Linked DNA regions of Mus musculus: region 2 is linked to region 1. A link is a contact called in public Hi-C data. All regions are on one chromosome and are shown on one strand. Each heading gives the region's core, a stretch centred on a gene start, on an enhancer-like site or on the middle of the called end of the contact. The rest is flanking DNA. Distances are from core to core; before and after follow the strand shown.

Region 1 (3,914 bases), core at 590-3,089:
GTGTGTGTGTGTGTGTGTGTGTGTGTGTGTACCAGAAGAGAACCTAAGCAATTGTTCCTCAGGAATCATTTATCTTGCTTTTTTAAAAGTCTTTTTTATATTCATGATGCACTTGATGATATACAGGGGTGAGCAGTGCACCCAGGACTTGCCATACAAATGGAAAAGAAAGGATGGCTTTAAGAAGGTTGCTCTTTCTGTCAACCTTTCCATGTGTTCCAGATACTGGACTGAGAGCATCAGACCTGAAAAGCAGGCCCTTCACCTGCTGAGCCATCTTTCTAGGCCCAGGACAGACTTGTGAGCTTCCTTCCTCGCCTCTTCAGCACGTGGTTTTCATCCTGTACTGCCTCAAAAACTAGGATGGCCACAAGTGTTTTACTTAGGGTTTTGCTGCTGTGATCAGACACCACAAATAATAAACGTCTTATAAAGGACAGCAATTAACTGGGGCTGGCTTACAACTTCAGTCATTATCAACAAGTCGGGAACATGGCGGCATTAAGCCCACACCCACAGGCACACACCTACTCCAATGAGGCCACACGTCCTAATAGTGCCACTCCCTGGGCCAAGCATATACAAGCCATCACAACATACAAGGAGCTGACCAAGTAGTCTAGGCTGGGCAGCCAGCAAGCTCCAGGAATCTTCCTGTCTCTACCTCCCAGCTGGTGTTACCAGGGCAGACTTTATTGTTTTAAATGTGAGTTCTGGTGGAAATAGAGTTCTTATGCTTGAGTAGTTAGTATACATAATGCTCAACTCTCACCACTGCCAAAAATACCATATTTTGCTGATGCATTCTTCAATTGATGACCAACTTTCTTATGAAAAATTTTTTGAATAATGATGGAGCTTTGAAAATATCAAACACACGAGTTGAGAGAGAGAGAGAGAGAGAGAGCACACTGGTGGAGAAGCAGTGATGTCATAACACAGAAAGCGCTGGCTGAACTTAGAGGCTCCCTCTGCCTTGTCTTCAGAGCTATACATATCAGCTCTGTTCAACTACTTGAAATTTCATGAACTCACCTTTGAGACATGTTATGTCCATCCCTCTGCCTGAACTATTTCCTTCTAGGCCTTACCACCACTCTAAGTCTATTTTGGAATCTCACATAGTAGATTTCGTACTCCAAGAACATTTCTCTGACATATGACTCACCTGTGGTTCCCAATTTCAGGTACTCTCACAACATGTGCAGTAACACGGCTTTGATCTACCTACACACCACACTACACCACCACTAGGCTGTGATCTCATGGGCAAAAGCTATGGCATTCCCCACATGTGCCATGTGGCTTGGGGCAATGCCCAGTGTCTGGAAGGAGCTTGCTAAGTTGAAGTAATATTTGAACAAAGGGATAGTGTACACTGTCAAAAACATCAGTCCGGATAGGCATCACAGTACACACCTTTAATCCAAGCACTTAGAGGCTGAAGCAGGAAGATTATCACATCAACGCCAGAGAATGAGCTTGTCTCAAGAAAAAAAAAAAAAAAAAAAAAAGGAGCAACAATAACAATACTCCTTTGAAACCTTGAATGCTGAGAAAGAAAAAGGGCTGAGCAGATGGTGGCTGCCTTTTCTACGTGCTGGCGGTTGCATTTCCTCAGAGAAGAATGTGTCTTAAAAAAAAAAATAAGTGAGAACTAGCGTAAGTGATGTTTGTCAAAACATATTTGTCTTTCTAGAAAATGTCGCGAATGAGTCTTTAGAAATGATTAAATTATCAGCTCTCTCATTTTCTTTCTTTGTCCACACTGTGTACTCCACACTCAGTGATAATTTCTAAACACAACTGAAATAGGCTGTTTGCAGAGCCACACTGATGGAGAGATGCACAGTAGGAGCCAGGATTTCCCATCTAACCGATCACTAGAAATAGCCTCAAGAGGACTGTGGAGATGGGTCCCTGGGTAGAGTCCTTGCCCTGCAAGCAGAAGTCTGAATCCCCAGAAGCCACAGGAGGACAGATGTAGACATGCACGCTTCTGTAATTTCAGCAGCCTTGTGGGGAGCTGGGAGGTGGAGACAGAAGCATTGCCAACAGCTCACAGGCCAGCTAGATTGGTGTACTCTGCAGCAAACAAGACACCCTGTCTCAAAAGGTAGGATATGAGGACAGATATCCAGTGTATTCACTCACATTGTAACTCACACACACACACATGGGAAATAATAGAAGAAATAGTCTCCTAACAGACATTAGAAAGAATAAAAATGGTGTCTACTATTTACTAGTAATTGGTCTGCCCCCATCACCTTCAAAGACCGGTTAACTCAGTTAAGATTTTTTACTGTGCACACTTATAGAAAATCAAAGTTTTTAAGTACATATTGAACCCATAGAGTTGTTACCTAGACTTGAGTAAATGAAATAGCCACACACAGAAAATAAAATTAGGTTTATAACACTGTGCACTAAGTCTTTGAATGGAAGTTCCCTTCAGGGTGTCACTGTATAGAAGTAGCTGATGCACAGATAACTAAGTGAACTTGATCTGTTGAATGAAAGCAGGCAATAGTCTCTTTCTCAGTTCACTTTCAATAGCTTATTTCTCAATGTGTGATTCCTTAAAGCAATGGTGTAGTTTGTTTTCATGAGACAAATATTGGGATGTGGCCTTGAATTGGCTCTCACTTTGAACTCAAAGCATATCTTAAGGCTGATCCAATGATGAGCAAACACAGAAATATTGTTCCTTCAGATCACCACGTTTAAGGTGTTCATTAACCTTAATCATCAGGGCTCTTGGGAAGAAGCTGCAGGGCCAACTTTGACTGGTCCTGTGTTGTATGAAGCTTGCTAGCATCTAGGAAGCATCGAGCTCACACAAAGGCCAATCAGGGAGGTTTCCATGGTAGCAGCCTTCTTTCTTTCTTTCTTTCTTTCTTTCTTTCTTTCTTTTTCTTGTCGGCACATTTCTAGCATAGATCAGATCTGAATACTCACTGTGCTACTGCTTAATGAAAAAGAAATGGAATATTGATAATGCCAGCAGTCAGGCCTGCTTTCCAGGTGCCACACCAAGGAGAAGCAGGATTATCTGCTCAGCTTTCCTTTTCAACCAGTGATCCGATAAGGAGGCCTGGTGTCCCTTTGATCTTGTATGTTAATGACCTCCAGTCATCTCCTATTATTGCTATAGAGACAAATGGATCTGCATGAGAAGTACAGCTTTGTCATCAAGGCTGCCTCTTATAGTAGACAAGCTTGTAAGTCTCTGCCAGGGAGAAGTCAATGTAGCAACATGGAAAACCAAAAAGACAACATTAAAGAATGAAGGTGCTCAGTCCCTGCTAAGTCCGCGTATGTATTCATTCTGCCCAGATTCTCAACACCTGGGTTTTCTCATGGTCCTTATTACCTAACATCAATGCATTGTGGAATCACCTCTCTCTCGTTGTAAATTAATGATTTCATCTCTTAGCCACAACTATGGGATGGACTATGTAGACTTCTTATTCTACAAGAAGTCAGTAGGGAAGTTAAGGGCTACTCAGTCATCCAACCAAAGAGGACTTACCAGGGCTAAACATCGTCCTGCCGCTCACACCTTCCTCCTACTTAGACGAGGGTGCAGAAAGAACATTCTTGATCCAATTTCATTTAATTTTCCTTTCTCTCTCTCATGGGCTGGGAGATCTGAAAATACTTATGAGCCAGTATGCCTCCAGTACTTCTGTATCAGTCACTTTAATCATGAAACCTGAACAAATCATGTCATGGTTTTACTTACAGTTTTAATCTTCAGTATAAATGGTGTATGTGTGTGCTATATTCATGAAGATATATAAAAGCTGTCATGTAGAAACTATATTTTAAAAAATATTTTAAAGGAGAAAACTAGGTAGAATGTAGTACAGAAATTAATAGTTATTTCAGCATAAATGTGGTTACTGAAG
Region 2 (3,914 bases), core at 712-3,211, 720 kb before region 1:
TAGATGCTCTGCCTAACCTTGCATGCTTCTACCGGAGGCTGAGGGCAGTGAAGGTGTGTCTGTTACCGTGCTAAGTACACTCCAGCAGCTAAAGGAAGCTCCTTCCACCACCACCCACCATAGTTTTCAAATACATAATAATGCTTTGGGTCTATGGCTGTACATGAACTATGCTCAGCTCTCCAAGACTTAGTCCCATCACTCTTTACTTAATAGTAGTGTTTATAGAGGTAATTATCCCTAAACAAAACAATAAATACACTAGAGATTTCAGTGTAAGCCCTCGGAGTCCCTATACAAATACAAGGAAGCTTCAGGTCTTTGCCAACCACGGTTGGTACAGTCTTGACCCACAGGAGGCAGAAACAGGAATTGCACAAGGTCAAAGGCTGCCTGAACTGTACAGTGAGAGCCAGCATCACAGAAAACCAAACGACGTAAAACCCTCCAGGGAGGGATTTCAACTGTGTGTCGCCCACTTGAGGTGACTTTTTAAACAAATGACAGACATTTGCAGATGAAGAGGAGAACTTAAACAGGGAAACTTTTCATGAGACTTGTCGTTATTCCCTTTTGCTATAGAAAGTTCAAGACAAGAGGCTCGGCAATATGTCACCCAGGCTTCCACGGCATGTTCCAGATGCAAGGTTGCCTTATTGGGCTCAGCTTTGCACATAGGACTTCTCCTAAGATTTTCACTTTGTCCTTTTTGTAGTCTACAGTTTCTGACACTAGCATGACCTTTCTCTCTTCCTTTCTTAACACCTGCTTAAGTCACACTGGCTGTCACTGTGTCCCCCTCCCTGCCTATATGTCTGCCTCATTTCCTGGCATTCCCTCACACCCCGTGTGACCTTTGCTTTCATCACATTGTCATGTCCTTAGTGTCTAAAATTATTGAAAAAACCTCATTTACCCATGTACACTCTCTACTCTACCATTCTATAAATAGCATATGATTTGATAGTCTTGTCTTAGGATAATAAAAACAGTAATAATATGTCCAGCACAAAACAACTTCTGTAACTTGGAATACAGCCCTTGGTAAGGATGATCAAAACCCTATCTTCCATTTGAGTGCTGCAAAAAAACCAAAAGCCCTGCACTTCACGCCAAGTGCTTATGCTAGTGTTATAGTTAAGTAGTTCTCAACCTATAGGCAGTGAACCCCTTTGAAGGTCGAATGACCATTTCATAAGGGTCGCTTAAGACCATTAGAAAACAGATATTTGCATTATGATTCACAAGAGTCATAAAATTACAATTATGAAGTAGCAACACAAATAGTTCTATGGTTGGGAGGGTCACCACAACATGAGGACGTGTGTTAAAGTGTCACAGCCTTAGGAAGGTTGAGAACCACTGGTCTAGGATAGCCTTCATCTCCAACGGTTTGGTTTAACCACAGTGGCAAAGTCCCTTCTTCAGTGGTACTTTGCCCCAGAAACGACAGCGGATAAAATCCGGAGAAGCCTCGCTTGTCAGCAACCTGTCTTCCAATCCTTAATCAATGGGAAACGTCTGGTAGAGAAGATATTGCTTTAAAAGGACAGCAGTCTAGATAGCTAGAGACACCTGGGTTTGTTTCTTCAAAGGTTTGGGGAGCTCACTGTGAAACACGGACTGCATCCTTCCATTCCTGCCATGGCTATATGAGTCCACTGGGTGACGCCCTGCTCCCTCCTTCAGCTCCTTCAGCCTGAAGGCAAACCATCTAAAGACCAGGCACTCTCTGGATGGTTGGGCTGTCTCTGGTGAGGGCACGGACCTTGTCATTTCTCACGGAATAGTAAGAGGATTTCTTTTATAAGACAATGAAATGATACTATCCCTCACTTTGATTCTCTAAGTACTGTTAAAGTAATACTATAACAAACAGGATTCATCACCTCAAGGATATCAATTTCAGGCAGGCGACTGTAAATATTTACATCACCAGCAGATGGCACTGTCCTATTAACAATAGACTAACAGCCCTAGACCACAGCGTTCTGCATCAATCCTGCAAGGTTGGTGATGCTAGATACTGCACTGCTCAGCTCTTGCGTGGGGTCAGCCTTGAAATCTTTGATCAAACAGCCGAAATGTTTGCTCCGTGCTTTTGGTGAACGCGCATGGTAAATGAAGAAAAGAGAAATGTCCAACCTTCTCTTTAAATTTCATTTTGCCCTTCCCTACTTGCTTAAAATCACATTTCTGAGAGAAAATGTTGTACTGAAAGGAAGAGAAACAAAATACGGCTAAAACTCCTTTCTTTTTCCTTTTCTTTTTTTAAATTGAAATAGATTCTTATCTCATACAATAGATCCCAACAAAACAGTTTCCCCTCCCTTCACCCATCAAGGACCTACTCCCTTTCTTGATCCCTTCAGAAAAGACCAGGCCTCTAAGAGACAATGACCAAATATAACAAAACAAACTACCTCAGACAAGGCAAAAGGCCTCACAGTGAGGCTGAACAAAGCAACCCAATAGGAAGGTCCCAAAAGTAAGCAAAAACGTCAAGAGATACACCTGCTCCCACAGTTAGGGGTCTCATAAAAACAAGCTAACAGCTCCATCGCATACACAGAGGATCTGGTGCAGAGCCACACAGGCCCCAAGCTTGCCACTTCAGTCTCTCTGAGCCCTGCTTAGCTGATTCTGTGGACCACATTCTCCTGGTGTCCTGAATTCAGACCCTCTGACTCTTACAATCTTGCCTCTACTTCTTCCACTGGCTTCCCTGAGCTCTGAGGGGTGGGACATGATGGAGACCCCCAATTTAGATTCTCTCTCCACATACTGTGTCTGCATCCACTCCCACCCGCTGCCAGTGGATGCCTCTCTCATGATGCCTAGAAACGGCATAGACCTATGAGCACAGCAGAATCTTAAAAGGAAACATTTCTTGAGTTTTGTTTCTTTTCGTTTTATTGTTTATTTTTATTTCGTTTGGTTTTGGTTTTGGTTTTGGCAAGTCAAGTTGGGTTCTACCCTAGGTCTCTGGACTATCCAGTCTCCAATTCCTGACCAGTGTCCTTCACGGGGACCCTCTAGTGGAGTGGGCCTCAAACTAAATCAGACGTTAGATGGCCACTCCCAGGAGTTCTGGGCCACCCTTGCTCCAGCACATTTTGCAGGCAGGACAGATTATAGGTCAAAGGTTTTCCGGTTGGGTTGGTGTCCATATTTCTCTTTCAGTAACCTGAAGAGTACCCTCCCACAACAAAGAGACTAGAAAGTCAGGGAGAAGGTTCCATGGAGGAACCAGCTCGACCGCTCCGTGTTCACTGAGCTGTGTGAATGTTCAGTGCTGCTGTTGTGCTCAGCACTGGGGCCCTGCTGTCAGTTTGCAGAGAGCAGCCCTCTGTTTGTGCATCAGCCTCAGTTGTTTGGGAGTCTCCCTGGGACCCCCTCAGCCAACAACTAAGCCAAATGCAACCTGGTCCTGCCATAGTTTTTTATTTTGTTGGGTTTGTTTGTCTGTCTGTTTGTCTTTCAATGTGCTTTTATTTGGTTGCAGTTTGCTGGGGGTTTTGTTGTTGTTGCTGTTTGTTTTGGTTTGGTTTAGTTTTTCTTTTCTTTTCTTTTTTTTTTTTTTGGTGCTGTTTTATTTTGTTTGCTTGGTTGGGGGATTGTTTATTGTATTTTAGTTGAGAAAGAATTGAAAGTTGGGTGGATAGAGGGGGATGATATGGAAAAACTTGGGCGAGGGGAAGAATATAATCCAAAGACATATTTAAATTTAAATTTTGTTTTAAATAATAAAATATATAATAAATTTAAAATGTTTTTGATGATGTTGGAAATTGAGACCAGGGGCTTGGTAGAGGCTAGGTAAGCACTCACTACCACCTCCAATTAAATGATCTCCATTTAGTATTGATTTAGAAATAAGGTTCTCTTAAGTTATTCAGAATGGTTTCAAATCC

Evidence for each region. A called contact is a pair of places that touch in the nucleus more often than the background predicts.
Region 2: a Hi-C map of cortical neurons shows a contact between it and region 1, with 2.3 times the contacts expected there. The contact joins two enhancer-like sites. A contact is called at or near these places in 1 of 15 datasets of contacts at CTCF or cohesin (the NIH/3T3 cell line) and 6 of 484 Hi-C or Micro-C datasets (adipose-derived mesenchymal stem cells, bone marrow-derived macrophages, cerebral cortex and 3 more).

Annotation. Positions count from the first base shown.
Region 1 is chr10:13,672,601-13,676,514 of GRCm38.p6, reverse strand. The region is part of intron 4 of Aig1 (androgen-induced 1); the gene reads left to right. Among named protein-coding and RNA genes, the nearest start is that of Pex3, 120 kb to the right of the region's middle. Within about 2 kb of position 1,839, at least 7 of the 459 cell types and tissues checked have an H3K27ac peak or open chromatin away from gene starts, as enhancers often do. A contact at or near this core is called in cortical neurons, where this site is marked.
Region 2 is chr10:14,389,223-14,393,136 of GRCm38.p6, reverse strand. No RefSeq gene overlaps it. Among named protein-coding and RNA genes, the nearest start is that of Gm40603, 69 kb to the right of the region's middle. Within about 2 kb of position 1,961, at least 17 of the 459 cell types and tissues checked have an H3K27ac peak or open chromatin away from gene starts, as enhancers often do. A contact at or near this core is called in cortical neurons, where this site is marked.